6 separate regions of the Mus musculus genome follow, and regions 1, 3, 4, 5 and 6 are each linked to region 2. Evidence: chromatin contacts called from public Micro-C and promoter capture Hi-C data. All regions are on one chromosome and are shown on one strand. Each heading gives the region's core, a stretch centred on a gene start, on an enhancer-like site or on the middle of the called end of the contact. The rest is flanking DNA. Distances are from core to core; before and after follow the strand shown. Region 1 holds the start of Itga3 (integrin alpha 3). Region 2 holds the start of Fam117a (family with sequence similarity 117, member A). Region 3 holds the start of Phospho1 (phosphatase, orphan 1). Region 4 holds the start of Pdk2 (pyruvate dehydrogenase kinase, isoenzyme 2). Region 5 holds the start of Phb (prohibitin). Region 6 holds the start of Col1a1 (collagen, type I, alpha 1).

Region 1 (4,092 bases), core at 1,151-3,650, 260 kb before region 2:
GTGAAAGAAGTACACCTCTATCCAGTCTCAGCCCCAGAGCCTACTGGTGTCTGCTGGGGGACTGGACACTCCAGGACCATTCTAGACACACTATCACACTAAAATATTACTAACTCTGAGAAGATGTGTTCTCCAGAGCTGGGGAAACTAAAGCTCAGGTGTTGGAACCAGAGCCGAGACACAGCAGAGGAACTGGAACACTCAGCTTTTCTCGCTACAATGTCAGGTGCCTCTCACAGGTCAGCAGAGATAAGAGGGAACACACAGATCCAGGTATAAGCTCATCCCGGGGGGAAACCGGCCCCGGAGAAAGTAATATCATATCGTCCTCAAGGTCACAGAATAGAGCGGGAGATGTTGCAGAATCTCTTCTAGTGTGTTAGTTCCGGCCATGCACATTCAACAACAGAACATCTGAGAACTCTGGACTGGGCTGGGGGGAGGCAACAGCACTGCTGTAGCAACTAACTATTATCAGAGGGCCTCAGAAAGGTAGAAGGTTAAATCTGCCCAGCCAGGACAGGAAGGGTGTGGTGGATCCACCTTCTTCTGCAGGGGCCAGGTAGGGTAGAGACTAAGTCCAGGTGGGCAGTACGGACAAGGGCTGGGCCAGCAGGACAGAGGCAAAGACTGACGTTGAGTTGGACTTTGAACATTCCAAACTTCCTCAAGTTTCTACAGGCCCCAGTCAGAGCAGGGAGAGGTTTCAACACTTTTTACCTTGACTGTGTCTTCTGATTTAGGAACTGTCAGAGGCCGGGCAGGAGTAAATGCCTGGCAGACCACCCAGCTCAAAAAGGTAGGAGGGGCTTATATGATGGATCATCACTGTCCCTCCTGGGCAGTTTCACCACCTCTGGTCACCCTCTTCCCTCAGCTAGCCAACCTAAGCACACAGAACCTATGCAGAGAAACCTCAGACACCTGGACATGACCCGTTGGGCATGAGTGTGCTCAGGGAGGGGCAGGTGGCTGGATGCAATCTCCTCCCCTCCTCCACTCTGCTGGGCTCTTCCCGCTTCTTGCAGCTGTTGCAAAGAGCAGAAGAAAAGAGAAAACACCATTCCCCTCTTCAAACCAAAACAAACACACTCAGGGCTGCTGATTCAACATGAATCTGTGGAATGCAGGGAGATGTCTGGTGGGAGTACCCCCACTGCTTCCGGGTGGGCTCTGGCCTCAGAGTAGAAGACAGCGCCTCCTCTGTCTTCTACTGTCCGTTCCTCTAGGGGCAAGAGGAAGTCTCTGGACAGCTCCGAATGCCCAGCCTCTTCATCACCTCACTCTGCAATGCCAAGCCCTTGAGAAGTGTGGTCCAGCCTGGTTCTGCAGAGGGCGTGGCTGCTCTGGCCACAGGCTAAATGAGAGGGCTAATAGGGATTTGAACGCATATATTCTCGGTTCTCTTCAAGGAGGAGGGGAAGAGCGATGTAATAGGTGTTTAATATACAGAGTTCTCCTAGCCCGGGAAAGAAGCTAATGTTAGGTACTGGATTCTCAGGGTGCTGGGCAACAAAGACCCTACTTCCGAAGATGTCTGAAATGTGGAGCGGTCGCGTCTAGACAGGTTCTGGCCAGGTCAGCACTTGCCATGATTACTGCCCCCCTCCCCCCACCCCCTTCCTCCACTTGCCGCCAAGCCCCACAATCGGAGAACTGCCGTCTTACCCGCCCTCTTAATCCTGGCTCACAAGGAAAGGCCAGCAGCAGCAGGCCTGGAAGTCAGCGGGCCCAGGGCTCCAGTTTAGCTTAGGTCAGGTATCCGCGCACATACCCCTCTCTCTGCACCCCACCTCACCGCCGCCAGGCTGACTTACAGGTAGCGCTGTTGTCGCTCAGTCTGCCGATGGAGGGCGACCGAGTAGCCGAAGAGGCTACCGGGGTTCACCGCCTCCTTCACCACCAGGAATCGGGTGTCCAGGTTGAAGGCGAAGGCGACCCGGCCGCAAGCCGCCACCATCAAGGCCAGAGCGCGGAGCAGCCAGCCAGGGGCGCGGGGCACGCGGCAGGGGCCGGGGCCCATGGCTGCGGGCCGGGCCGTAAGGGGCCGGGCGAAATCGCTAGAGGGCTCAGCACCGGGAGTGATGAACGGTTCACCTGCTCCAGGCGCCACCAGAGGACACCCGAGCCCGCAGAGCCGCTGCACCGGTAGTCAGGCAATTTTTTACCCTAGTCCGGGTCACTTTCACGTCTGCTCCGGGTGCTTTTCCAATCCGTTTTCCAGATCCGTGGATCTACTCTCACGTTGGTTCGGTGGACGGGTCACCGTTCCGAGCTCCGAGCACCCCACACCCTAGATGGTCCCGGCCGCGCCCCCTTGGAGGTGTTAGCTCTTTGGACCTCGGCTAGGTGGAGGATTTAGAACGGCAAGCCCTCGATCACCAGGAGGGCAGGAGGGAGGGATCCTCCCCAGCGCGCCCCGCCTCCCCACCGCCCAGCCCCGCACCTCCCCACCTTGCGCGCCCAGTCCGGGCTCCGCTTTCCTTCCGGGGAAAGAGAAAAGGTCCCCGCTCGGCCGCCGCCTCTTAAAGGGGCAGCGCCGCCCCTCCCTCTCCATCTCTCCTATCGCGACTCCGCCCTCTCTCTCAGACACCTGTCGGGAACCCTTAAAGCCCGGATTTCCCCTTCCAGCGGAGAGCTTCTTCCTAGGAGCGTCGCCTTCGGTACAAGACGGATTGGACGGGCGGGGCCAGAGGTGGATTTGCTTGGCGCTTGCGGCGGCTGCTACTGGAAAGGCCGTTCAAGGCACCGCCAGCACCGCGATCCCCGCTGGACAAACCAGGCGTTGGCTCTTCGGAGAACGGTCGACTGTGTTCGGCTGCCTGGAATGCGGACCTCCGCAGTGATGTGAGTCCCTAAGAGGTGACTGCGGGTCTCCGGACTTAACTTCTTCGTGCTAAGTACACTCAATGTTATGTATGAAGGAGTATTTCTCCTGCCCACCCGCCTCCTCTCATCCTGTTCCCTGCTGGAAGCGGCTCCTCCGCAAAGCCAGACAGATATTTAGTGGTGGTGATGACAACCCATCAGAAATAATAATTAGCAAAGGGCAGCCTTTGTCTCGAAGCAGTGAATGGGACCTCAGCCCCCACAGGTGTGATGCTGGGTGGAGACAGGTGGGCTTGACTCAAAGATCTCACTATCCGAGGAAGAATTAGGGAACTCCAAGAGTGTATGGAATGTTGTTTTGGTCTAACTCAGATTTCCCCTAATGCAGAACAAGACTCATTTTCCCTGAGCATCGTTTTCTACATGTTTTTATAATTAAATAAGAACAGCACATGCAGCAGGCACTATGCTAACTGCTTTACAAATACTACTTTTTCAAGGCAATATACATGTATACAAGTATATATGTGTATACACACACATCTACACAACCACCAGTCTAAGGAAAAGGGAAAGCAGAAAATGAGCCCATCCAATGGGATTCTGCTCCGGTGTTTGAGGAACCAGCTCATTCTGTGTCTGATTCCCTATCTAGACATTGTGACCTTAGAAGGTACAATCATTTCCTCACAGCTGATCTTATCTCTTACACTCAAAGGTGCAGCCCTTAGAGACCAGGATGTCCTTTTGCTCATGACAATTACTGACAGTTTGTCGTTGCCACCACTATGTAAACCCAGGTCTGTACCTGTCTCTCTATTTACATATGGGAGCAGAGCTGTCTCTTCATCAGACACAGCCCTGGAGGGACCAGGGGGAGCAAGCAGCTTTCCCTGCATAAAGTAAGTTTGAGATCTTTGCAGCCCCATGTGGCCACATTGATGCAGGAGCAGCCCAGATGAGCCTGGAGTTAAATAGAAAGATGAGAAAGCAGAGGTGAGCCACCGGAAGGCGCGGGTCTACGATTATGAAATCCTTACACCAGTCATCAGGGAATTAGCTCTGCTTTTAAGATGAGAACACCAAGGCTCAAGGAAGTTACGCTATTCGGCTAAAGCCACAAAGCTAAGATTCTAATAGTGCGGTATCTAACCCCAGAACCCTTCTTAACCATTATGCTAATGATTAACCCTTAGGACAAATCAGATTTTGTTGAGACTTGGTGTGACCGGAGCCTCTCCTATGGGAGTGTCCTCTTCCATT
Region 2 (4,310 bases), core at 1,338-3,837:
TCTGTAAAACAGTGTGTCAATTCATCCTTACAATAAGTCTGGAAGGTTGATGGGTCAGGGTGATTCTTAAACAAAGAGAAAAGCTATTTGCCTAATGTGTTTCAAAATCCCTCAGTCCAAGGCTTTTTATCAGTAACACACACTTAAAATGCTCACCCAATAAAAACCACTCCTTATTGCATGAGACTATCTAAGGATCTATATACACGTGAGGGGTCCTAAAATAGTATACATTATCAGAGGAATATGCAAGAGACCACATAGTTCACCCTCTCCCTCTCAGGCGATCCTAGTGGTCTGGTCAGGAAGTTGAGTGTTAGTTGGGAAAGTATTTGAAGCTGGAAGTCCTGTGTCTGCCAAAGGATCTTGGGCAAGCAGTTGAGCCACTGTGACCTAACCTCCTGTAGAGGTTCACTAAGACAATCATATTTGCATTTTGTACATTCCATGGCTATAGTGAGAGTTAGATAACACGATGATGTGTAAGCTGCAAAGCACTAGACAGATGTTGGCACACCAGCCAGATACATGTCATTGTAGAAAAAAGTTCATGAAACGTTTTATAAGCATAGAGATCAAGCAAGGCTCAGATCTGGAGTCAGCCTCCAGGGTAACCCCGAGCATGGGGCTTCTTTCCAAAGACTCAGTAAAGAGGGCATAGTAGCCACCTCTCACTTTCAGTCATAATGGATGAATGAAATAGTATGCAAAGTACTTGATATGTATCTGGCATGCAGGAAGGGATTCATTGAATATTAGGGCTATTGCTGTTGGTTTTCTCAGTGAGGCTGTGAGACCCAGGGGTGGAATACGCCTTGATAAAGGCAGAGATCTGAAGTGTATGAGAATGTTGAGCTAATTGAAATTGAGAATTCAATCTGCTTCCCTCATTTCCCTCCATAGCCGGAATCAAACCTAAAGCTTTGAGCATTCCAGGCAGGTATTGGCCCACTGACCTCCATCCCCAGCCATCAGATGTACTTTTTAAAGCTGAGCTAGCCTGAGAATGGCTGAGTTTTAATTCCAACCACCAGGTCTTATTCATCCCTATCAGGCATTTAGTAAGACTGTCGTCCTCATGGAAAAAAAAGAGTACTATTTTCTTCCATCACAAACAATCTATATGTCAGAGCTTGAAGCAAATCGTTCAAACATGAAAGTAGTGTCTTTGCAGAGAAAAATCTTTTCACAGTATGTTCCTTTGCCTCCATGTTCTGTGTTCTGGTCTGATTTTAATATTCAGCCAACTGTTGCATTCCCACTCTGAGCGTTATCTGCTTTCAGTATTGGATCCCAAGGTACTCTCGCAGCACGCACACCCAGTTTACTCCCTTTCCTCTGATTAGTAAGTGTGGCTTCAAGGGAATACCTTTAAAAAAAATACTAAACTCGGTAGAGACTGAAATAGAAAGACAAATCGGTAGCAAGGTCAAAATTAGAATTCATAACTAAATATAAATCTAGAGGGAATTATCCAATTACTTGGATGGTCCCTTCTCACAGACAGTCCAGCGTTAATTGGCTCTGTTTCTTTTCCATATATAGAACAAAGTAGCAAGAGTAATGGATTTTTTTTTTTTGAGATGCATTGTTTTAATAGTATCTTAAATACTGCTTTTTCTTTTTTCCGAAAATGTGTTCACATATACATAGCATATAATTTTCACAGCTTGCCAGTATTCTCTTTGGGGACCATCTGGTCTTTGACTTGTAGGTCAGAGAGCAACTGAGCTGGAAAGACAAAGATTTCCTAGTGGAGTCACTATCAAACTTGATCAGATTTATCATTTACTTTGTTTTGCTAGGTACACTTACAATGGATGGTTCTGAAGGGAAATTCCCAGCTCCCTTTTAAAGGCTCAAGTTAATTTACAGACTAACAGCTGTTTTTATTGAGATTGGACCAGCTTCAGGAAGGGACTTGGAAACGTAGAAGACAAATGAGTGTCATGTGAGGCGAGGTAGCCATTAAATGTACGAATTTAATGCAAAGCTCATGCAAATGATAGGCAAACCTTCTATAAATTTATCGAATCTCAGTTTGGAGTTTGTCAGCTGCAGTGAAATCTCATGAGAATTGAAAACTAATGTTTTTTAGTTAAACTAAATGTAATGGCTTTTGAAGTTAGGCATTCTCAGTCCCATTGAAACTGCTTAGAGTTTGACACTACCACCTTTAAAGATTTCAGTAGTGTTTGATTCCAGTCCACATCCAGCCCCGCCCCCTGCACAGCCTGACATCACATGGCATATATTTGCATACTACCTGGGACTGGGTGTGACGATCCTCCCCTTTGAACCTTCTCATTGGCAGTGCTGAAGAACCAGCCCTCTACTGGAAGGTCCAATCGGCAGCCTTAAGGACATTAAAAAAAAAAAAAAAAAAGAAAAGAAGAAAATCAGGAGGGTGGGGGTCTTGACTTGATGGCTGAGCACATGGACCAATCATCCTCGGAAACAGAAGAGCCCCGCCATGGATTGGTTGAGGGGGAGGTCCTGGGACTCTGTAGGCCAATTAGAACTCTGGGCCGAGGGGGCCGGTCCGCGCCCGTAGGGCAGATAAGTAGCGGCCGCGGGGGTTGGGGGCAGTGTGGGGCTCGCCGTGGGGGTGAGGCGGCAGGTAGCCGGGTGGGCCATGTCCGGGGCCGCAGCGGGCGGCCGAGGCGGAGGTTCCTGGGGGCCGGGGCGCGGAGGGGCGGGGGGTCTCCGGCGGGGCTGCTCTCCACCGGCGCCCGCTGGCTCCCCCCGGGTCGGTCTGCAGCCACTCAGGGCTACGGTCCCCTTCCAGCTGCAGCAGCCTCACCAGCGCCGGGACGGGGGTGGCCGCGCAGGTGAGCCGGGTCCGGAGCGGGTGCTGGGGCGACGGGCTGGAGAGTACTAGAAGTAGATGGGAGGTGAGAGAAGAGAAAAAGGGGCGCTCAGAGTTCGCGAGGGCGGAGGGAGCGAAGGCGAGCAGCTGCGAACCTGCGGTGCAACTCCGGGACGGGGTGCCGGGTGCATGGGCCGGGGACCAGAGGGGAGGGACCTGGCAGATGGAAGCTAGCTTTGGGGGGGCGTAACCGAAAAGTGGTCCGAAGTGTCCGCCCGGGCGGTGTGAGAAGTGCTAGAGTGCGTGCAAGGAGTGTTGTGGGCGTCCGGAGTCGAGGGCTTCACTGGGAGCCAGAACCGGTGGGCGCTGGACGCCTGCTCAGTGAGGGGGAGGGGCATGGAAGAGAGCCGGGTGGAGCCATGTGTTACTTCTCCTGCTTGAGTTTGGCCCCAGCGTCTCTCTCTATGGCTCTCGAGTTCCTTTCTTCACCACTTCACGTGCGCTTTCACATTATGCTTCTTCCAGGAGATGATTTGAACTCAGCCCGTTGGAATAAGTTAGTTTAACGGCTTTTACTTCGGTGCAAACATACCTCTGTTACCGATTTTCTACATTCCTCTCGGGGTAGCCCCGAAGTTGAATGTTCCCATATCTCTGACTTGCTTAACATGGCTGTCTCTTTCCAGTTATTCTGTGCGTGTGTGCTTATGTACAGGAGTTGGGCAGTTTGCATCCTACTTCTTGCCTCCTCCGAAGGTGTTTTGCCCTGAGCATTCCCAGCCAACGTGGCAGTGGAGTGCTTACAATCAAGTATGCTGTGTTAAATACCCCACTTTCTGAACAGCGCCGAAGCAGTTTCTTAATAGCAGCTTGATGTGGTGGGTGTGGGGAAACTAGGGTGGAGCAAATTTAACCTTGCTTTCACACTTAAGGCTGTGATGGGACCCACAATTGCAGGCCCTTTGGAACGGAAAGGGAACCTACTTGCATGAGGAGGTTGGCAGTAAGTTAAAAGTGAAGTTTGCGTTTGATTCACACCAGATGTGAAAGGATCATTGCACACTTCCTAAGTCTAAGTTTGTACCAAATGTACAGAAGCTATGGTCCCTGCCATCCTACTGTGACAGTCCCTACACCAGTCTCTTGTGCTTTCTGCAGATGACTAAGCTTGGACATTGCATATCCTCTTCCTGAAGGTATTCTGTTACAGGAGTCTTGCTAGATAGGAATGGGATTCATCGGGTCTTTGAGGTAGAAAGCCAAGTCTATTTGGACCTCACTGTATGTGCTAGTATCACATTCTGGAACGCAGAACTTGATCAAATCTGGTAGCAAGATGGTGACCAAGTAGTCAAAGTATGTGTAGAATCTGGTGGTATAGAAGAAGGCAATGCCCAGACAAACTCGTGCCTATCGTCAACTATAAAGCAAACCACAAGACTACAAACCTGTTGGTTTTGTTTGGGCTTCCTTGAAACCCAGGGAAGCTAGAGCAGCAAGC
Region 3 (4,303 bases), core at 724-3,223, 490 kb after region 2:
TCCCAAGTGCTGAGATTAAAGGTGAGTGCCACCACCAGAGCCAGCAAAAAACAAACATCTAAGGCCTAGAGGTGTCAGTGTCCAGATTAAATCCTGGGGTCTGGGTCACAGTGTTGAGTAAAACAGACATGGATCGATCGGGTGGTGGTGGCCCAATTCTTTAACTTCAAAACTGGGGAGGCAGAGGCAGGCTGATTTCGGAGTTCAAAGCCAGCCTCATCTACAGAGCGAGGTCTTAGACAGCCAGAGCTCCACAGAGAAACCCTGCCCTTTTGGAAGACAACAACAAAGGCAAACATGGTCTCTGCCCTCAATTTACTTAAAAAAGAGTAAAAGTGACAAGGGAGAGGCGCAGTATGAGGTCATGGGTAAGCAAACTGGGTTGGAACTCCAACGCTACGGTTCATCAACTGGATAGCCCAAGCAAGCTGGGTTAGCTCTTCCCAGTTCGATTTCTTCAGAGCCTCAGTGGCATCATTTTGGAAGGAGAACAAGGATGGGAGCATGGATCCAGACATTCAAATCTTTCCAGCCATCTACCCACTCCCCTCAAGTACACCTAGGGCTGGTTTAAGAAAGGGCATAGTGGCACACATGCCTTTAATCCCAGCGCTCAGAAGGTAGAGGCAGGAACTCGGGAGTAGACCGTCATTCTGGACTATACAGCAAGGCCCATTACTAGCCTGGGCGACAGGAAACTGTCTCAAAGGGGGGGGGGGTCTGGGGGGCATTGGAGGGCCGAGAACAGATACAACACAGATGATGAAGGCTGTGTGAGCCTGTCTTTGAGAAGGGTGTGGAGATGAAACTGCTTCTTTAAGAGGAGGGATTGCAGGGTGTGGGGACTCGGGCCTTTAATCCATCAAATTGGACATGGAAGCAGGAGATTTAGGAGCTCAGGGTCGGGCCTAGAATAGGTAGCAACAAATTATAAGAGACCCACCCTCCCACCCCGACTCAAGATAAAAGGCCCAGGGCCTGAGCACCGCTAGGTAGAGCTAGGTAGAATAAACACCGGTAGCCCTTGGACTTCAGGAAAGAGGTGAAGGGGCGCTGGCGTGTTAGAGAGGGAGCAGGGGCAATGGAGACGTCGCCCTCAAAGATTTGGGCGGGTGGTCCATCGTATCGGCAACTTTTCTGCCAATCTGCCTTCTGCTGGTGGAAGCACGGAGCTCTGGTATTCAAAGCTAGAGGATGATAGGAGAGTTGAAGGTAGACCCAGGCCAGGGTGCACCTCCTCACCCACAGATCCTGTTCTGTGACTGAAGTGAGGTGTCCTTGTGTTCGAACTCTTGGACAAGTCTTTTCTCCTGGGTTCGTCGCACCGGTTCAGAAAGTGCAGGTTTCACCTCCTCTCTTTTAATCGTAATCTAGTGTTCTGAGGGGTGGGAAGGAAGGGAAAGCTCGCCAGAGAGGAAGAGCGGGAACTTGGGAGAAAGCGGGTTTTATTTGCACCACAGTGCTCAAGTGTCGGTTCTCCAACTCCGAGTTTAGGCGGTGCTGGATTGGGAGAGCTTTTCCATCGGCAAGCCCGAGTACCCGGTAATTTGGGGACAGGGTTCCGAGGACTCGGCAGGATGCCGCGACTCCTCCCGGAAGGGCAGAGGGCGAGCTCGGAGCACATGGAGGGAGGGCTGCTTGGCGGGCCGGTCACCCGGCTGTCCCGCGACAAGGAGGGAAGCCGGGCGGTGGAAGGGCTGCCTGCAGAGTCCTGGCGCCGAGCCCAGCAGGAGGCGGGCAGTGTGACACTGACTCACGCACGTGCCCACGCGCACGCAGAGGGTGCCCCGCACCCACGCTCCTCGGACGGGACGCGCCACGCTCCACCCGTCCCGCCCGCCCAGTCTCACGGCCGCTCGCGCGGCCTCCGGGACAGCCCGGAGGCGTGGCTCCCGGGCAGCCCGCCCCTTTGATGTGCGCCGGCGCCACGGTGATTGGCTGGGCGCTTGTGACGTGCGGGGACTGCGGTGGGCCCGGGTGCTGCGGCTGCCGCAGCGCCCGCCGCGGCTCGGGCTCTGGCTCCCCGGCATTTAAAGGGGACGCGGCGGCGGCCCCGAGGATGGGGGGCAGGTGGAAGGGACGGAGCAGAAGCACATCATCCACAGTCCCTCGGGGCTGGAGGGATTCGTGAGCCGGAGCTCAGAAATCCGGGGGTGGATAAGACCGCGTACCCCCCAAATCCCGTAAGCACCCCTTGCTCCATCCTGTCCCTAAATCCCTTAAGTAGCCCCCTTCCCACTACTTCCACTCCAAACTCAGCTGGGACAGACAGCGTGACCGCTGCTGCCCCGCATGAGTCTTGGGCTCCGGGAGGACCGCGATCTAAATGTTGGGGTGGGGGCTGTGTGTAGTTTGAGTGTGTTTCATGTGCTTGGTGGTGGGGTAGTCCCAGGGGCAGAGAACTGAACCCCCTCCTTTCCCAGGTTAATGGTACCCAGTGTCCCTTCATCTCCGGGGACTGTCATAGCTCCCCGCCACCCACAAGTCCTTCCTTCTCCCCGAGCTACGCACCCCCCGCCCGCATTAGAGCGAAGCGCCCGCCAGCTGGGGGTGTGCCAGAGTGCCTGCTTTCCAGTCACCTCTAAAAATATCTCTCCTGCTACCCCACCGGCAGCTGCCATCTCCCTGCCCCTACCCAGTAAGAATCACCTCTGCTTGTCCACCCCAGGCAGGGGACCCCAGAGGTGACGCCTAGTCCCAGATTCCTCACTGGCACCGGGGCGCAGACTAGCTAGGACAGGGAACATACAGAGCCTCCGGAGTTCAGGTAATTTCTTCAAGAGGCAGTAGAGATCCCTGAGTTTTAATCCTATTTCTGATGCTGTGTGATGTAAGCTGGACCTCTCTGCACCCCCTCCCTTGCCCATTACGGGTTAATGAACAAGAAAGGAGTTTGTGAAGTTGCGAGTGTTGGGGGCAGGAATCCTAGCTTAATTGTCAGATCTAATTTCTAGTGATGGGCATACTTATTCTTGAAGCAGAGAGGGCTTGACAGTTTTTAAGTGCTCACCCCCACTCTCAGTCTGCATGTTTCTTGTGGAAAACTCCCCAAACTTTCCTATGGGCTCTACCCTCTCCCCCATTAGGAGAATTTCAAGCTTAGACTTAAGTTAGTGCACACACACACACACACACACACACACCCCTACCCCGACTTCCCACAGATCTAACCTAAAAGTATTTGTATCAAAGGAGCAGGCAGGGGCTGTGATAGGGAATCAGGGCTGCAAACATTGATCTTAGATGAGACTAGAAAAGGACTTCCCTCAGCCCCCAAAAGTTTGCCTCCTGGCTGCTCTAGCATGTGGGAGAAACTCAAAGGTCCTGTCCTGTTCTCCACGGGGACTCTGGTGGTCACACAGAATTTTTTGTTGCTTTGTTTTTCTAGACAGGGTTTCTCTGTGTAGTACCGGCTGTCCTGGAACTCACTCTGTAGACCAAGCTGACCTCTAACTTAGTTTCACCTGCCTCTGCCTCTGCCTCTCTGCCTCTGCCTCTGCCTCTGCCTCTGCCTCTGCCTCTGCCTCTGCCTCTGCCTCTGCCTCTCTGCCTCTCTGCCTCTCTGCCTCTCTGCCTCTCTGCCTCTCTGCCTCTGCCTCTCTGCTTCTGCCTCTGCCTCTCTGCCTCTGCCTCTGCCTCTGCCTCTGCCTCTGCCTCTGCCTCTGCCTCTGCCTCTGCCTCTGCCTCTGCCTCTGCCTCTGCCTCTCTGCTTCTGCCTCTGCCTCTGCCTCTGCCTCTGCCTCTGCCTCTCTGCTTCTGCCTCTGCCTCTCTGCCTCTGCCTCTCTGCCTCTGCCTCTCTGCCTCTGCCTCTGCCTCTGCCTCTCTGCCTCTCTGCCTCTCTGCCTCTCTGCCTCTCTGCCTCTGCCTCTGCCTCTGCCTCTGCCTCTGCCTCTGCCTCTGCTGTGATTAAAGGCAATGCCCTGCACTGCCCAGGACTTATCGCTTATCACCTGTCAGAAGTGAGTGACTTTTTTTTTTAATGGCAGTTGTTTTGAAACAGGAATTTTCATGTAGTTCAGGGTGGCCTCAAACTCAGATTCTCTGCCCCTATCTCCTGCATCACCAGCTGCCAACTGGTCTATGCTATGAAGCCAGAAAATAACTAGGGGTGAATGGGGCAAGGACCAAGTGTCTGTGAGGCTGTGTCAATTTTTGGGAAGAAACCCGGAATACCTGGCCTTCTGCTCTGCAGAGAAAAAGACAAGATTACCAGAGTGGAGGCGCTGGACTTTAATCCCAGTGTTTAGGAGGCAAAGGCAGGAGGATCTAAGTTCAAAGCCAGCCTAGTCTACAGAGAGAATT
Region 4 (4,230 bases), core at 63-2,562, 300 kb before region 2:
AGAGACAGGAGACCTAGGATCAACAGCAGGCGATGCTTCTGTAACTTACTGTATATCATCAGCAGTTTTCCCCAGATAGGTGGACCGAACTACGGCCAAGTCCCTTCTAGCTGTGGCATTCATTTGGCGGGGACTTGGAGTGGGCCCTGGAGGATTTCCTACACAAGCAAAGCTCACAACTCCAACTGAACAGGGAGTAACAAGGCATATCCTGGAAAACAGGTGCCCAAGTCCTGTCGGCCATCTTCCTGTCCTCCTGCCTGTGACACAGCCAACTCTTGAGAGACCTGGGTCCACTCCCTACACCAGCTGGCACCAGGGAATACCTTGCAGACAGATGGGGGCCACACAACGTCTCCATCCTCCACTCCGCAAAGCTTTCTCCTGCCCCAAAGCCACCTCCACCCTCAGAACACCGAGTGGGTGATCTTCAGAAACCCAGGGGTAGCCATAGGAGGGTGAAAGCCACCTGACTACCTCATGGTAAGTTGGGCTCTGCCCAGCTAGGAACCGCTGCCAGGTCAGAACAGATTTGATCTTCAAGTGTCCTTGCCCAGTGGGCAGCTGCAGTGGGTGGAGGCTCACCAGTCAGGGGAGTTCCCCTGTTAGCACCTCCTACTTCAAGGGGCCCCCTTCCCACCTGCCCTGGCTTTTCTCCCTTGCTCTGTTCAGAAGTACCCCGCCCTTCGTGCACAGCACAGGTCTTCCAGATGGCTGAATCTCCTTAGCACTCCAACAGCACGTCTCCTGTTTACTCTTGGCTGCCCACTCTCAGTGGCCGGGATCTCCCACTAACTCTATCATGTCTGGATAGGGTCCTATGCCCTCACTGTCTCTTACTCTCCACGATCCCTCGCAACGCTTTCTCCGCGCCCCCATTCTTAGTTAACTGTGAAGGGGGCACTCTTAACTCTTTGTGGGCAGCCAGGTTGGCCTCGCCGTTTACCCATTCCTGTCCATACTCTTCCAAGCCAACCCTCCTACCACCCAGGACCTCTTCCTCCGATGTTAACCTCTCATTGCCAGGGTCTCCTTCCCCGCGCCCACAGCCCCCGGTGCCCGCCTACGCCGACTCCGTACCGAAGTCTAGAAACTGCTTCATGGACAACGGGGACGGGGAGAACTTGCTGAAGTGCTCGATGTACTTGGGTGCCCCTGCCAGGGACGCATTCTTCAACAGCGCCCGGACCCAGCGCATGGCGACGGCGCCTGCGGCTCGGGCTTGGATCTCGCTGCTGTCCCGGGGCTGGAGGCGCTGGCACCGGCCGTCAGCTCGGCCCAGCTTAGCCGGGAGACGGGCTTCGGCCGCCTCCTCCCTACCCTTGCCCTGGCGATGCCTCCAACGCCTAGCCAATCGGCTTGTCCCGGCGCCCCGACGTCGCCAATGGGCGCGCACAAACAACTCTGGGAGAACCAATAGCCTTGCGCTTCGACACGTGGCTCTCCTCGAGGCCCACCTCCTTAACCGTGAAGGTGCTGGAGACGGCCTGTTGTTTTCCTGGGCTGTGCTCAAGTCCCGCCTCCTGTCGCCAACTACACTTCTTGGGGGCCAGCCCCGAGTTAACCCTTTCTTCCCCAGAGTCCCGCTAACCCTTCGTTTGACGTTCTACTTTCCCTGGTTCTTTCCCCTGTCTCCTTCTTTAAAACCTCCCTTCCCTGCCCTGTCCCTTTCCTAAAGGCACCTGTTTGACCTGACAACCTGCTTACCTGCTCTGCTATAGGGGCTCACAGTGGTTTCTCACTCCTATGATGGACCCAGAATGAACACTTGCAAAATCCGAAACCAGTATGCGAGCTTATACTAAGCTATCCTATATGCGTGCAACCCGCTGACTTCCATAAATATCCAAAAAGCCCAAGAAAAGGTCTCTCTCTCTCTCTCTCTCTCTCTTTCGAAAAAGATCCGATATCAGGGTGGGAATGTAGCTCAGAAGGCATGGCACTTGCTCAGTATGCATGAAGCCCTGTATTGATCTCTGGTACTTGGAAAACAACAACAAAAACAGCCAGAGCCAAACCCCCTTAGGACTGGCAGAGGCGGGAGCAGGAGCTATGGTCAGTGCTAATTTTAGTTAAGTTCCATTTTATTATTACCTCGCTCATTTGACTGAGCATAAAACCTTGCGCGTCTTGCACAACCACCTAAGAAGGTAACCTTCTGTGCACCTAACCCGAGACGAGCAACTGTCTGTGCCGCTGGCTTCCTTATTGCGAGTCCCCAGGAGCTAAGGCATCTTAGTGGTTAGCGGCTTGGGAGCCCAGCCCAGTCTTCCTAGCAGTTCCCTGCCTCTTCCCTGAGAAATGTCATGCGCCCTCTTTTGGTAAAACTTGGTATGTGCCCCACTCTCTGGGCCTTCCTAGGTTCATTACTATTGATTATCCAGTGGTTTCCCGGCCTTTACTATGGCCCTGTGAAGCACAGACAGGATTGAGGTTTGGCCTTTAGGAAGTCCTGGTGCTCCTCTTGGAGGCTGAGGCAGGAGGAGATCTGTCCAAGGCCCACCTGAGGCAGTGTGAGTTTAAGTCCAGCCTGGGTAATTTAGTAAGATCTTTTCTCCAAAAGGTAGAGAAGGTGGGTTTGAGCTGGTAGTAACTCAGTAATAGAGTGTTTTCCTAGAATATGCAAGACTATGGGTTTGATCCTCAACCCCCCCACCCCACACACACACACACTGCAAGTTATAACAGTTTAACTGTAGCCAACACAAAACAAGAGTTCACCTTGGAAAGCGTAATGCTGTGGGCCAGGCACTGCTTGCTGGATTATTATATCGTTTCCTCCATTTTATAGGCAGGAAAACAGAATTAGCAAGCATTCTCAACTACAAATCTGGCCTGGTTGGTTCCAACACACAGAGCCTTTTCACTTGAAAAAAAAAAAAGTATCGGTGTATACCTTTAATCCCAGGCAGAGGCAGGAGGATCTCAGAGTCTAAGGCCAGTCTGGTCTACAGAATGAGTTCCAGGACAGCCAGGGCTACACAGAGAAACCCTGTCTTTAAAAAAAAAAACAAAAAACAAAACAAAAAAAAACCCAAAAAAAATTTTTTAAAGGATCTATTTATAATCTGTATGTGTGTGCACCCAAGTGAGTTTTTGCATACCACAGCACATAGGTGTCTGTGGGGCTGGAGGGCATCTGCTTGCCTGGAATTGGAGTTACAGGCGGTTACGAAGCTGGTGTAGATGCTGGGAACGCAGCCCAGGGCCTGTGCAAAAGCACACACAGTAAGTACTCTTAACTGCTGAGCCATTTCTCCTGGTCCACCTTTCCACCTCTTACTGGAGCCTTTCCAGTTATCCCAGTATCCACTTTGGCTCCATTCCTTAGCTTCATCTTTTCAGATTGCCAGGCTCAACAACTCCCAACTCCATCTACCTGCCGCCTTGCCCCAGCCTCTAATCTTTAAACCACTGACAATGCTATCTCTTTTTACTTGGAGAGGTGGTGGGGTGGGGGTGGGGTTCTGGATCGTTCTTCTCAACCTCCTGTACCTATTCTTCAGGTCTTGGCTGCTTAGCCATGTCCTTTTGCTGAGCTCCTGGGCTGGGCTGGGCTCCCTACGTGCCTCTCCTGATCTTAGGATGACATGAGAGCTTCTCACAAAGTGGGCTAACTGCTGATTCGTGGGTCTTCCCCACTGGACTTTAGTTTAAGGAGGACACGGGTTGTGTCTGACCTAGTCGTTGCTTTATTTGCAGTGCTGAACACACAGCCTGGCATGTAGTAGAGCAGACAGACAGAAGAAAGGAAGTGAGGTTGGCAGAGAGGCTTCAGGTCTGTGAGGGAGGATCGCTAGACATCGACCAGCCTAACAATTAGAGGTGGCGGGTAGCACAGAGGGTGTACTTTCAAGGGCCAGGCCAATTGGATGGGACCTCTCTTCCTCCCCCTGCCCCCTCTCTCCCTTCCTAAAGTCAGCTTGGGTCAAACCTGATGATGGACCTAGCACGGGAGAGGATGAGTTCAAGAAACCTGATACCCTATCACGGGAGAGGATGAGTTCAAGACCATCCTGATCCACATAATTTGAGATCAGCTGGGGGTGCGTCAGGTCTGTTCTCAACTCCCCTCCCTCCCTCCTTCCCTCCCTCCCTCCCTCCGTCCCTCCCTCCCTCCCTCCCTCCCTCCCCAAATCCAGGCCAGGAGCGTTTGATGTTAGAATGAACCCAGCAGGAACAGGCCACAACTCTGACAGGTAAAGAAAGCACTCCCCCATGTATGGCGCT
Region 5 (4,073 bases), core at 995-3,494, 330 kb after region 2:
CAGAAATTCTGCCTCTGCCTCCTGAGTGCTGGGATTAAAGGCGTGTGCCACCATGCCCGGCTTATATTCTGAATTTTTTATGGTTTGTGTGTGTGTGTGTGTGTGTGTGTGTGTGTGCCACACCACATGTGTGTTGGTGCTCCAGAGGGGAGAAGAGGGCATTGGATCCCCTGGAACTGGAGTCACAGGTCTCTGAGAGTCACCTGCCATGTGCTGGAAACCAGGCTTAGGTTCTCAGGAAGAGCACCACTGATTTTAACAGCCAACCAGCCACCTCTCCAGCCCTCTGCCCATTTTGAATATTTTATAAGTACTGTTTTGTTTTACAGTGCTGAGGTTGGAACTGAAGACCTAGCGCACTGTAGGCAAGTGTTCTGCCTCAGCAATTTCACTTGCTGTGCCCTCCTTCTCTTCCTTTGTGAAGCCAACAACCCTTGCAAACACTAAGTTTCAAAATCTGTGGTTCACCTATTTAATCGTTTATTAGGAGGGAAAGCTCTTCGTATGTTGATTGATTCTTGCCCATTTGAGTTATGTAACATCATTCACACTTTTTTTTTTTGGTTTTTCGAGACCTTTCTCTGTGTGTCGTCCTGGCTGTCTTGGAACTCACTCTGTAGACCAGGCTGGCCTCAAACTCAGAAATCTACCTGCCTCTGCCTCCCAAGTGCTGGGATTAAAGGCATGCACCACCACTGCCCGGCCATCACACTTTTTTTTTTCTAACAAAATGTATTTGTTTTATTAATTTTAAGTATTTCACTTATATTCACCACCTTATTTACCCTCCCCAGGCCCTTCCAGTCTCTCTTCCACCCCAATAGTCTTCCTTGTGTCTTCACATTCTCTCTCTCTCTCCCTCTCTCCCTCTCTCTCTCTCTCTCAGATGCCACCTGCTTCTGCCTCCTGGGTGCTGGGATTGAAGTCGTGCACCACTGCACCTAGCTTGCTTTCATGTTCGTTCGTTCGTTTTCTTTCTTCCTTTCTTTTAAATGTATATCTGGCTTCTTATATTTTAATAAGAAATAAATACCGATTGCAAATTTAAAATTGCATTTTATCTTTTAAATAAAAGTTAAGCTAAGAATAAGGAGCAGGTCTTTCTTAGAAGTCCAATGCACTATCCATTGCGCCACAGTGCCAGGGGTTTTCATGTTCTTTACAGATATTCTCAGGAGAGTTTGTATTTCGGGAGCAACAAGCCCAAAAAAATAAACTACTTCATTTTAGATTTGTGTCATGGAGAGGAATGCTATAAAAGTCACTATTTGCTTAATTGGCAAAATTGGAATGCAGACATGGATAATATTTACTTAAGTAAAAGGATAGTAGCCGGGCGTGGTGGCGGACGCTTTAATCCCAGCACTTGGGAGCCAGAGGCAGGCGGATTTCTGAATTCGAGGCCAGCCTGGTCTATAGAGTGAGTTCCAGGACAGCTAGGGCTACACAGAGAAACCCTGTCTCGAAAACAAACAAACAAACAAAAACAAAAAACAAAACAAAACAAAAAGTAAGAGGATAGATATCCTTGATCTTAGAGAATAGTAGGAGAAAGAGAAAAGTGGAGGGAGGCGAGGAGATGGAACAAAAACAACAACAAATACGCAAATTGTTGACAACAGGTGAACTTGAGAAGCCATACACATGATCTCCGTCCCTTTTTTGCAATTCCTCGAATATAACTTGGAAAAAAAGATGCCCAGAGATTTAGACCCTAAATCAAGAGCCTTTACTGAAGTATTGCAAGACCTGAATGACCGACTCCCTTCCTCTTCTTTCTAAGCCGTTTTTAAGGTTATGGAGTGGCTTGGAAGATCAACATCTTACGTCCCTGAGGGCTGTCCTTAACTTCCCTAGCAGTCTCTCAGTGCATGAATTATTTTACCTCACCTTTATCCAAAATGCCCACCCATTCCTTCACCACCTTGTGATTTCCTCTACCAAGTGGAAGCCCAACTCCTTTCCGATCCAGTCTGCTTCCGGCTTCTGGAACCACCTCCTTGAGGAATAGGCACGTGCATATATTACCAAGGAACTACAACTCCCGAAAGGCTTTGCGGCAACATCCCATCCGTTCTCACCAGTCAGAAACGGGTTTCCTGAAAGAGCCCGTTGCTGCATGATCTTTTGGGAGTTGTAGTTGACCTCATTAAAGCCACAGAGCCCGCGGAAGACTGCAAAACACGTTTCCCAGAATGCACGTCGCTCGGCTTCACCAATTGAAGGGTCGGATCTTGAAGAGGCGGGGGTCGGGGGGGGGGGAGGAGCTGCCTGGCGCACGCGCAGTATCCGGAGCTGGGGAATTCATGTGGAGGTCAGAGTGAAAGCAGGTAAGCGTGGTAGGAGCGGTAGAGGCCTCTGGTCCTATGTCCCTGTAGCCTGCCTCTGCTTTCCTATGTACAATGAGGGCATGGGATGCATGTGTGGGTACGCCTAGTGGAGAAGGGGGAAATCTCGGTCCAGAAGGAGTTAGGAATGTGCAAGGGGAGGGGACAGGATGAGGAAAAATCCAGAAGCTGGTGGAGTAAAAAGAGCTGGATGTCAGAGACAGAGGATAAATGTGCATGGAGAAATCCCGATACACAAGCAGTTGAAGTCTGAGAAAGGGGAGGGCGAGTTTGAGGATTGTACCAAGGGTGACGCAGGGGCGGGACATTAAAAAGTTCAAGGCTAACTGGTTTCTAGTTTGTCAGCTACGTGCCCCCACCCGTCCCGCCGCAGCCCCACCTCCAGTCCTTCACCGCTCTGCCTCGCTGCACCCCTGCCAGCCCCTGCTTTCCTATTAACTGGTATGGGGAGGAGTTCTACAATGTCTTCTAGAATTCGGTCTTCTCATTCTAACCCTGGTTCTACTACTTAAGAGTATAACCTCTCTATGCACTTCAGCAGTCATAACCTTCATAAAGTAACTGAAGGTTAAACAAGGCTGTCGGAGACCGTGTAACTTAAATGTTAACAGAAATTGCCCTTTTTGTTGTTGGCTTCAGCCGTGTAGCACCGGTCTCGCTTGTGGCCTATTGGTCTAGGAAAAGGGAGTGTGGTTTTTCTGTGTACTAAGTTCCTCGTGGGTACAAAGCACCGTTCCTACGCTGAGCCAAGTGTCGCAGACTCTTTCTCTGAATGGTTGTAAAGAAACACGTCCACAAACGCAGACATGATCTACAGTTTGCAAGGTGGTCAGTGTTATGGGGCGTTCAGTGAGTGAGTTTGGGCCCACAGGTGTAGACATATGAAAATGTATGTTGAGACATGAACTCTGTGCCTCAGAGCGGGCTTTCTCTGAGAATCTGGTGTCAAAGTGTTTTATGTTTACCCCGTGTTTAGGTGTGAGTGGAAGCAACAGAAGGAGTCATGGCTGCCAAAGTGTTTGAGTCCATTGGAAAGTTCGGCCTGGCGTTGGCAGTTGCAGGAGGCGTGGTGAACTCTGCTTTGTATAATGGTGAGGCGCGGAAGAGCTTTCTGCATAGTTTCTGTTGATCTGCATAGCCCATGTGTCATTCCTTTTAAAAAAAAAAAAAGATTTATTTATTTTATTTATATGAGTACACTGTCGCTGTCTTCAGACCCACCAGCAGAGGGCATTGAATCCCATTACAGATGGTTGTGAGCCACCATGTGGTTGCTGGGAATTGAAATCAGGACCTCTGGAAGAGCAGTCAGTGCTCTTAACCGCTTTGCCATCTCTACAGCCCATTTGACATTCCTGATGCTAGCTGCTGTCTGAAGGTGTGTGAGGTTAAGGGGGACTCACCTGCTACCCCACATACTGGTTGTGAGTCATCAGAGGCCTATGATCACTTAGGCAGGGGTTCTCAGCCTTCTGATGCTTGGAACATTTAGTAGTTTCTCACTATTGTGGTGATACACCTCCACCACCATACAGTTCTTTTCCTTGCTGATTTATAACTGTGATTTGCTACTTTTATGAATCGTAAATTTTGTTTTCCGATGGTCATAGGCAGCCCCTGTAATAGGGTCTTTTAACATCCCCCCTCATAGGGTTCTGACCCACAGGTTGAAAGCCACTAACTTAGAGGCTTTGTTCAAGGGGAGCCCTCCTGTCCAATGTTTAG
Region 6 (4,411 bases), core at 34-2,533, 400 kb before region 2:
TTCCTAAGCAGATTGGACAGAGCACCTTTGCAGGGTGCAGGGAGCACCGGGGAAGAACGGACACTGTCTTTTAGCGACAACTTTAAATATAAGCTGCTGTTCTTGGGGGACTACAGATGACCCTTTCCTGACGGCAGAGGTGGGGAGCAATGGCCAAGATTTTCAGCAAAGAAGTGAGGACATGGGAAGAAACCATTAAATAAAGTCCCTCAGCTACCAAACACAAGTTTCTGCCACACACTGAGTTCACCTAGGTGTCCCCAGACCACATCCAAGTACAATTAGAAAAGAGGGCTCTCTGTAGCTTTGAGAACACCCCTCTATGGCCAAGTACCTTCTACCTGTTCATTCTGCATTGATATTGCTACATAAGAGGGCCTCTAACAAATCTCTGGCTGTGGCCACAGCTGACACAAGACCTTTTTCTAAAACATCCCTGGTCACAGGCTTCCTGCAACAAACTCACATCCCAGTGCTGGGATGGAGGAGGTCAGAGAAGAATTTATACAACATGCCCCAGGCCCCAGCTTTGAGGACCCAGAAAGCCCCCTGCCCACACTGCTGCTCATCACTTAATGCATAAGCATTCTTCTGGAAGGACAAGGATGTCAAAGGTCTCCCCAAGCCTCAGCCTCAGAGCTGTTATTTATTAGAAAGGTGTGTCTGGCATGGCAGAACAGATAGGCACCCCCTTCCTTTCAAACCACCACATATCTGACTCTTAGTATCTGTGAAGAGATGTATAACTGTTCACAAATATTCCTACCCTCCATTCCTGGGTCCACACCATGAGGTGATCCCCTCCCTCCAACAGGCACATCTGCTTAGCTGATAGGTTCTAATCAGATTAATCTAACTTATTCCTTAGTTCTTCCCCAGGATGCCTGAAAGATTACTAGGCATGGCCAGGAGGACCTTTTCCCAATTATTCCTGACACTGATCCCTTTGTAGTGTTTCCCAACTCAGATTCTCAGTTCTACATCCTTCTGATTTGAAGTCCCAGAAAGAAAGTACAAGGGGTATTCTCTACCCACACTCAGTATACTGAGGGCCCAGCCACACTCCAGTGACAGCACCTCTGGCCCATGTAGATCTGGGGGGCAAGGGCGGCAGAGTTGCGGGAGGGGGGGCGCTGGGTGGACTCCTTTCCCTTCCTTTCCCTCCTCCCCCCTCTTCGTTCCAAATTGGGGGCCGGGCCAGGCAGTTCTGATTGGCTGGGGGCCGGGCTGCTGGCTCCCCCTCTCCGAGAGGCAGGGTTCCTCCCAGCTCTCCATCAAGATGGTATAAAAGGGGCCCAGGCCAGTCGTCGGAGCAGACGGGAGTTTCTCCTCGGGACGGAGCAGGAGGCACGCGGAGTGAGGCCACGCATGAGCCGAAGCTAACCCCCCACCCCAGCCGCAAAGAGTCTACATGTCTAGGGTCTAGACATGTTCAGCTTTGTGGACCTCCGGCTCCTGCTCCTCTTAGGGGCCACTGCCCTCCTGACGCATGGCCAAGAAGACAGTAAGTTCCAAACTCTGGGGAGTTTACTACAGCTTCTTGGTATTGCGTTCTGTATAGAGGGGTCCTAGCAGATAAGACTTAAATGGAGGTGCAGGGCTGCTCCAGAGGCAGGGATGGGACGGTGATGGAGAGGAAACGGGATGAGAGAGGTCACCCTGTTGAGCAGATGAGGGGGAGCAGTTCTCAGAAGTGGAGCCTTGCATGAGATGGCCCAGGAAGAAATTTCAAGCACCCATCTGTAGCACAACAGGAAAAGTGGGAATCTGGACACGGGTTGGGGCAGAGTACGTCGAAAATGAAATAAGGCCTCTGGAATAGAGATTCGGAGCTCAAGATGTAAAAGCTATCAAAAAGGCTGCGGGATGATTCATAAGGAAAGATTGTTTGCCCTCTCTGCAGGCTAGACAGTGTTGCTGGGGCCTCCGGGGTGCTGGGCTCTCGGGGGGGGGGGAGGGGACGCACGGAGAGGGCGGGTTGCTGGATGAGAAAGTTTGGCTAGGACTTGACTGGGCGCGGTCCCTGTGCCTCCTGCTGGCCAGCCGAGAGCACTACGAGTCCTGGTACAGCACTTTACAGCGCACAGGCTGAGAAGGAAAACCTGGGTTATTGCGGACCCTCATCTCCAGACTAGGAAAATAAAAGCAGGGATGGATGGGGTAGCTCTGGTCTTTGAAAGAAGTGACCCAGGCCGAGTAAAAGTCGGTCCGCCCCTGCATTGCTTAGTTTTGCCCGCCACCTAGTGGTTGCCTTGATCAGGTCCTGGAGCGGTGGGCGTGGTTAACTCATCATTACTATTTGTAGACTTGACTTCTTTGGCTAAGGAGATTCCAAAGCACTACTGGCTTTGAAGGACCCGGCTTGTCTAGTTAGCAAGTTTTCAAGATTCCTGGGAGCTGGAAATTGGGATGTATCTAACTTTAGGGATACATTTTACTACACTGGACAGGGCTCCACTGAAATCAGCCCCTCCACATTGTAGCCCCGCCCATTCCGCCCCACCTGCCCCGGGAAAGGAGGTGGGACCAGGGCTGAATTTCCCCTTCTCTCCTCCCACCCCCGCCTCCTGTCTCCGCGCAAACCACGTCCCACGAGCCCCCACCTACTGCGTAGGAGCCCTCCTACTCTCCTTCAGCAGGCTTTTTTATTTCATTTGGTTCCCGCGCGCGTGGGCTGAAGTTGTTTGGAAGAAACCCCAGTCTAGAGCTTTGTTTAAATTCCTGAGAACTGGGACGTTATAGTCCTGGCCAGGCGCCCTGGTGCTGTCACTGAACGTCGCCGATATGGAGCAGACCTGCATTTAAGGATTTGAGGGAAGAATATAGGGAGTGGGGGGAAAGATTCAGGAAGTGGGAAGTCTCCGTGCGCCTCTTAGACAGGGCAAAGAGTGAGTAAGGCTGGGATCCCTGGTGCTCCGGGGTAAGGTCTCTGACCCGCACACATCCTGTGTCTCTTCCCATTTGCTCAGTCCCTGAAGTCAGCTGCATACACAATGGCCTAAGGGTCCCCAATGGTGAGACGTGGAAACCCGAGGTATGCTTGATCTGTATCTGCCACAATGGCACGGCTGTGTGCGATGACGTGCAATGCAATGAAGAACTGGACTGTCCCAACCCCCAAAGACGGGAGGGCGAGTGCTGTGCTTTCTGCCCGGAAGAATACGGTACGGTTCTGGTCCTAGGGTTAAGGGAGGTTGGAGTCCCTCCCTCGCCTATGTCTTGAAAGCCTATAACACCCCCAGGTACCTTAGTAAATTTACTTCTAACTGAACGTTTTTCTCCCCAGTATCACCAAACTCAGAAGATGTAGGAGTCGAGGTAATAATCTGCTCCCTACTTTCCTCCCACCCGTCCACGACCCCCACTGTCCTCCAATAAACTGCAGTTTTCTTTGCTTCTCTTAACGGCCTTTTGTTTCTTCATCCTCAACCCCACAGGGACCCAAGGGAGACCCTGGCCCCCAAGGCCCAAGGGTAAGCATCGTATTCTAAATGAGCTGGGAAACTGGAGGGGGCGTGGCTCTGATTTGTGCTCATAGCAGCCCCCTCCGTCTCTTGGTGCAGGGACCCGTTGGCCCCCCTGGACGAGATGGCATCCCTGGACAGCCTGGACTTCCTGGTCCTCCTGGTCCCCCTGGGCCCCCCGGACCCCCTGGCCTTGGAGGAGTAAGTAGATCTTGGAGACCCCAGAGGGGTGTGACTTCCCGTTTTGTTTGTTTGTTTGTCTGTCTGTTTGTTTGTTTTTCTTTGCTTTGGTTTTGTCAGACATAGTTTTCTATTTTAAAATAATTATAAACTTACAGAAAATAGAATAGAATAGAACTTCTATACACTCTTCAACACAACCGCTTTGCCACTTTCTGGGCACCCAGTTCTCTATGTCGCTGTATGTCCTGGACCATTTGAGACATAAGTTGCCAAGAACGTGCCCGTGACTTACGATCTTAAGTGCATTTCCTAAGAGCAAGGGCATTCTATGGAACCATAGCACCAAATTTAATGTTGATCTAGCCTGATTAATATTGCCTGATATGCAATCTCATTTGCAGATTTCACCAATGCCTCCCAAAATGTTCTTTATAGCATTTCTCCCGCCCCCTTCCTGTCTAAGACCGCCAATTGCATTCCATTGTCTCATTCCTTTGGTTCCCACAAATGTAGACTGTTTCTGAGACTCTATGTCATCCTTGACTTGGGAAGGTTTTGAAGAGTCTGGCTGTTGGGCAGAGGGTGTTATTTTATAGGTTCTTCTGTAGTTTGGGATTGTCTGGTTAGATTAAATTCAGTCGAGGTGTCTGGTACAGGAATATCTTACAGGCTATATTGCTGTCTCCCTGAGTTAATTACTTCCGGAAGCCTACATCCGTTTGTCCCATTACTGCTAATGCCTCCTGGCTTTCAATTTACCATCC

What was found. Promoter capture Hi-C pulls out the DNA fragments that hold promoters and counts their contacts. A called contact is a pair of places that touch in the nucleus more often than the background predicts. Capture Hi-C pulls out chosen DNA fragments and counts their contacts.
Region 1: a contact with region 2 is called in a promoter capture Hi-C map of liver, with 2.4 times the contacts expected there. The contact joins the promoter of Itga3 here to the promoter of Fam117a in region 2. A contact is called at or near these places in 5 of 39 promoter capture datasets (embryonic stem cells, liver, stem cell-derived epiblast-like cells and 1 more), 2 of 115 datasets of contacts at active chromatin or transcription factors (embryonic stem cells and extraembryonic endoderm stem cells) and 1 of 9 other capture datasets (pancreatic islet).
Region 3: a promoter capture Hi-C map of adipose tissue shows a contact between it and region 2. The contact joins the promoter of Phospho1 here to the promoter of Fam117a in region 2. A contact is called at or near these places in 5 of 39 promoter capture datasets (erythroid cells, liver, neutrophils and 1 more), 1 of 484 Hi-C or Micro-C datasets (pre-B cells), 1 of 115 datasets of contacts at active chromatin or transcription factors (memory CD8 T cells) and 2 of 9 other capture datasets (adipose tissue and liver).
Region 4: a contact with region 2 is called in a promoter capture Hi-C map of liver. The contact joins the promoter of Pdk2 here to the promoter of Fam117a in region 2. A contact is called at or near these places in 5 of 39 promoter capture datasets (hippocampal neurons, liver, pre-B cells and 1 more) and 2 of 9 other capture datasets (adipose tissue and liver).
Region 5: a Micro-C map of embryonic stem cells shows a contact between it and region 2, with 4 times the contacts expected there. The contact joins the promoter of Phb here to the promoter of Fam117a in region 2. A contact is called at or near these places in 2 of 39 promoter capture datasets (both in liver), 3 of 484 Hi-C or Micro-C datasets (B cells, cerebral cortex and embryonic stem cells), 2 of 115 datasets of contacts at active chromatin or transcription factors (astrocytes and bone marrow-derived macrophages) and 3 of 9 other capture datasets (adipose tissue, liver and pancreatic islet).
Region 6: a promoter capture Hi-C map of adipose tissue shows a contact between it and region 2. The contact joins the promoter of Col1a1 here to the promoter of Fam117a in region 2. A contact is called at or near these places in 1 of 39 promoter capture datasets (liver), 1 of 115 datasets of contacts at active chromatin or transcription factors (pancreatic cancer cells) and 1 of 9 other capture datasets (adipose tissue).

Annotation. Positions count from the first base shown.
Region 1 is chr11:95,074,314-95,078,405 of GRCm38.p6, forward strand. It overlaps Itga3 (integrin alpha 3), which reads right to left and starts at 2,401. Exons shown (of 26, transcript NM_013565.3): 1 at 1,818-2,401. The coding sequence starts at 2,023.
Region 2 is chr11:95,334,431-95,338,740 of GRCm38.p6, forward strand. Fam117a (family with sequence similarity 117, member A) reads left to right here and starts at 2,588. Exons shown (of 8, transcript NM_172543.4): 1 at 2,588-2,831. The coding sequence starts at 2,636.
Region 3 is chr11:95,822,527-95,826,829 of GRCm38.p6, forward strand. It overlaps Phospho1 (phosphatase, orphan 1), which reads left to right and starts at 1,974. Exons shown (of 3, transcript NM_153104.3): 1 at 1,974-2,183. Gm38958 (predicted gene, 38958) reads right to left here and starts at 1,885. Exons shown (of 1, transcript NR_164195.1): 1 at 1,429-1,885.
Region 4 is chr11:95,040,059-95,044,288 of GRCm38.p6, forward strand. Pdk2 (pyruvate dehydrogenase kinase, isoenzyme 2) reads right to left here and starts at 1,313. Exons shown (of 11, transcript NM_133667.2): 1 at 1,081-1,313. The coding sequence starts at 1,198.
Region 5 is chr11:95,664,713-95,668,785 of GRCm38.p6, forward strand. It overlaps Phb (prohibitin), which reads left to right and starts at 2,245. Exons shown (of 7, transcript NM_008831.4): 1 at 2,245-2,330; 2 at 3,325-3,439. The coding sequence starts at 3,352.
Region 6 is chr11:94,934,941-94,939,351 of GRCm38.p6, forward strand. It overlaps Col1a1 (collagen, type I, alpha 1), which reads left to right and starts at 1,284. Exons shown (of 51, transcript NM_007742.4): 1 at 1,284-1,504; 2 at 2,970-3,164; 3 at 3,287-3,318; 4 at 3,438-3,473; 5 at 3,564-3,665. The coding sequence starts at 1,429.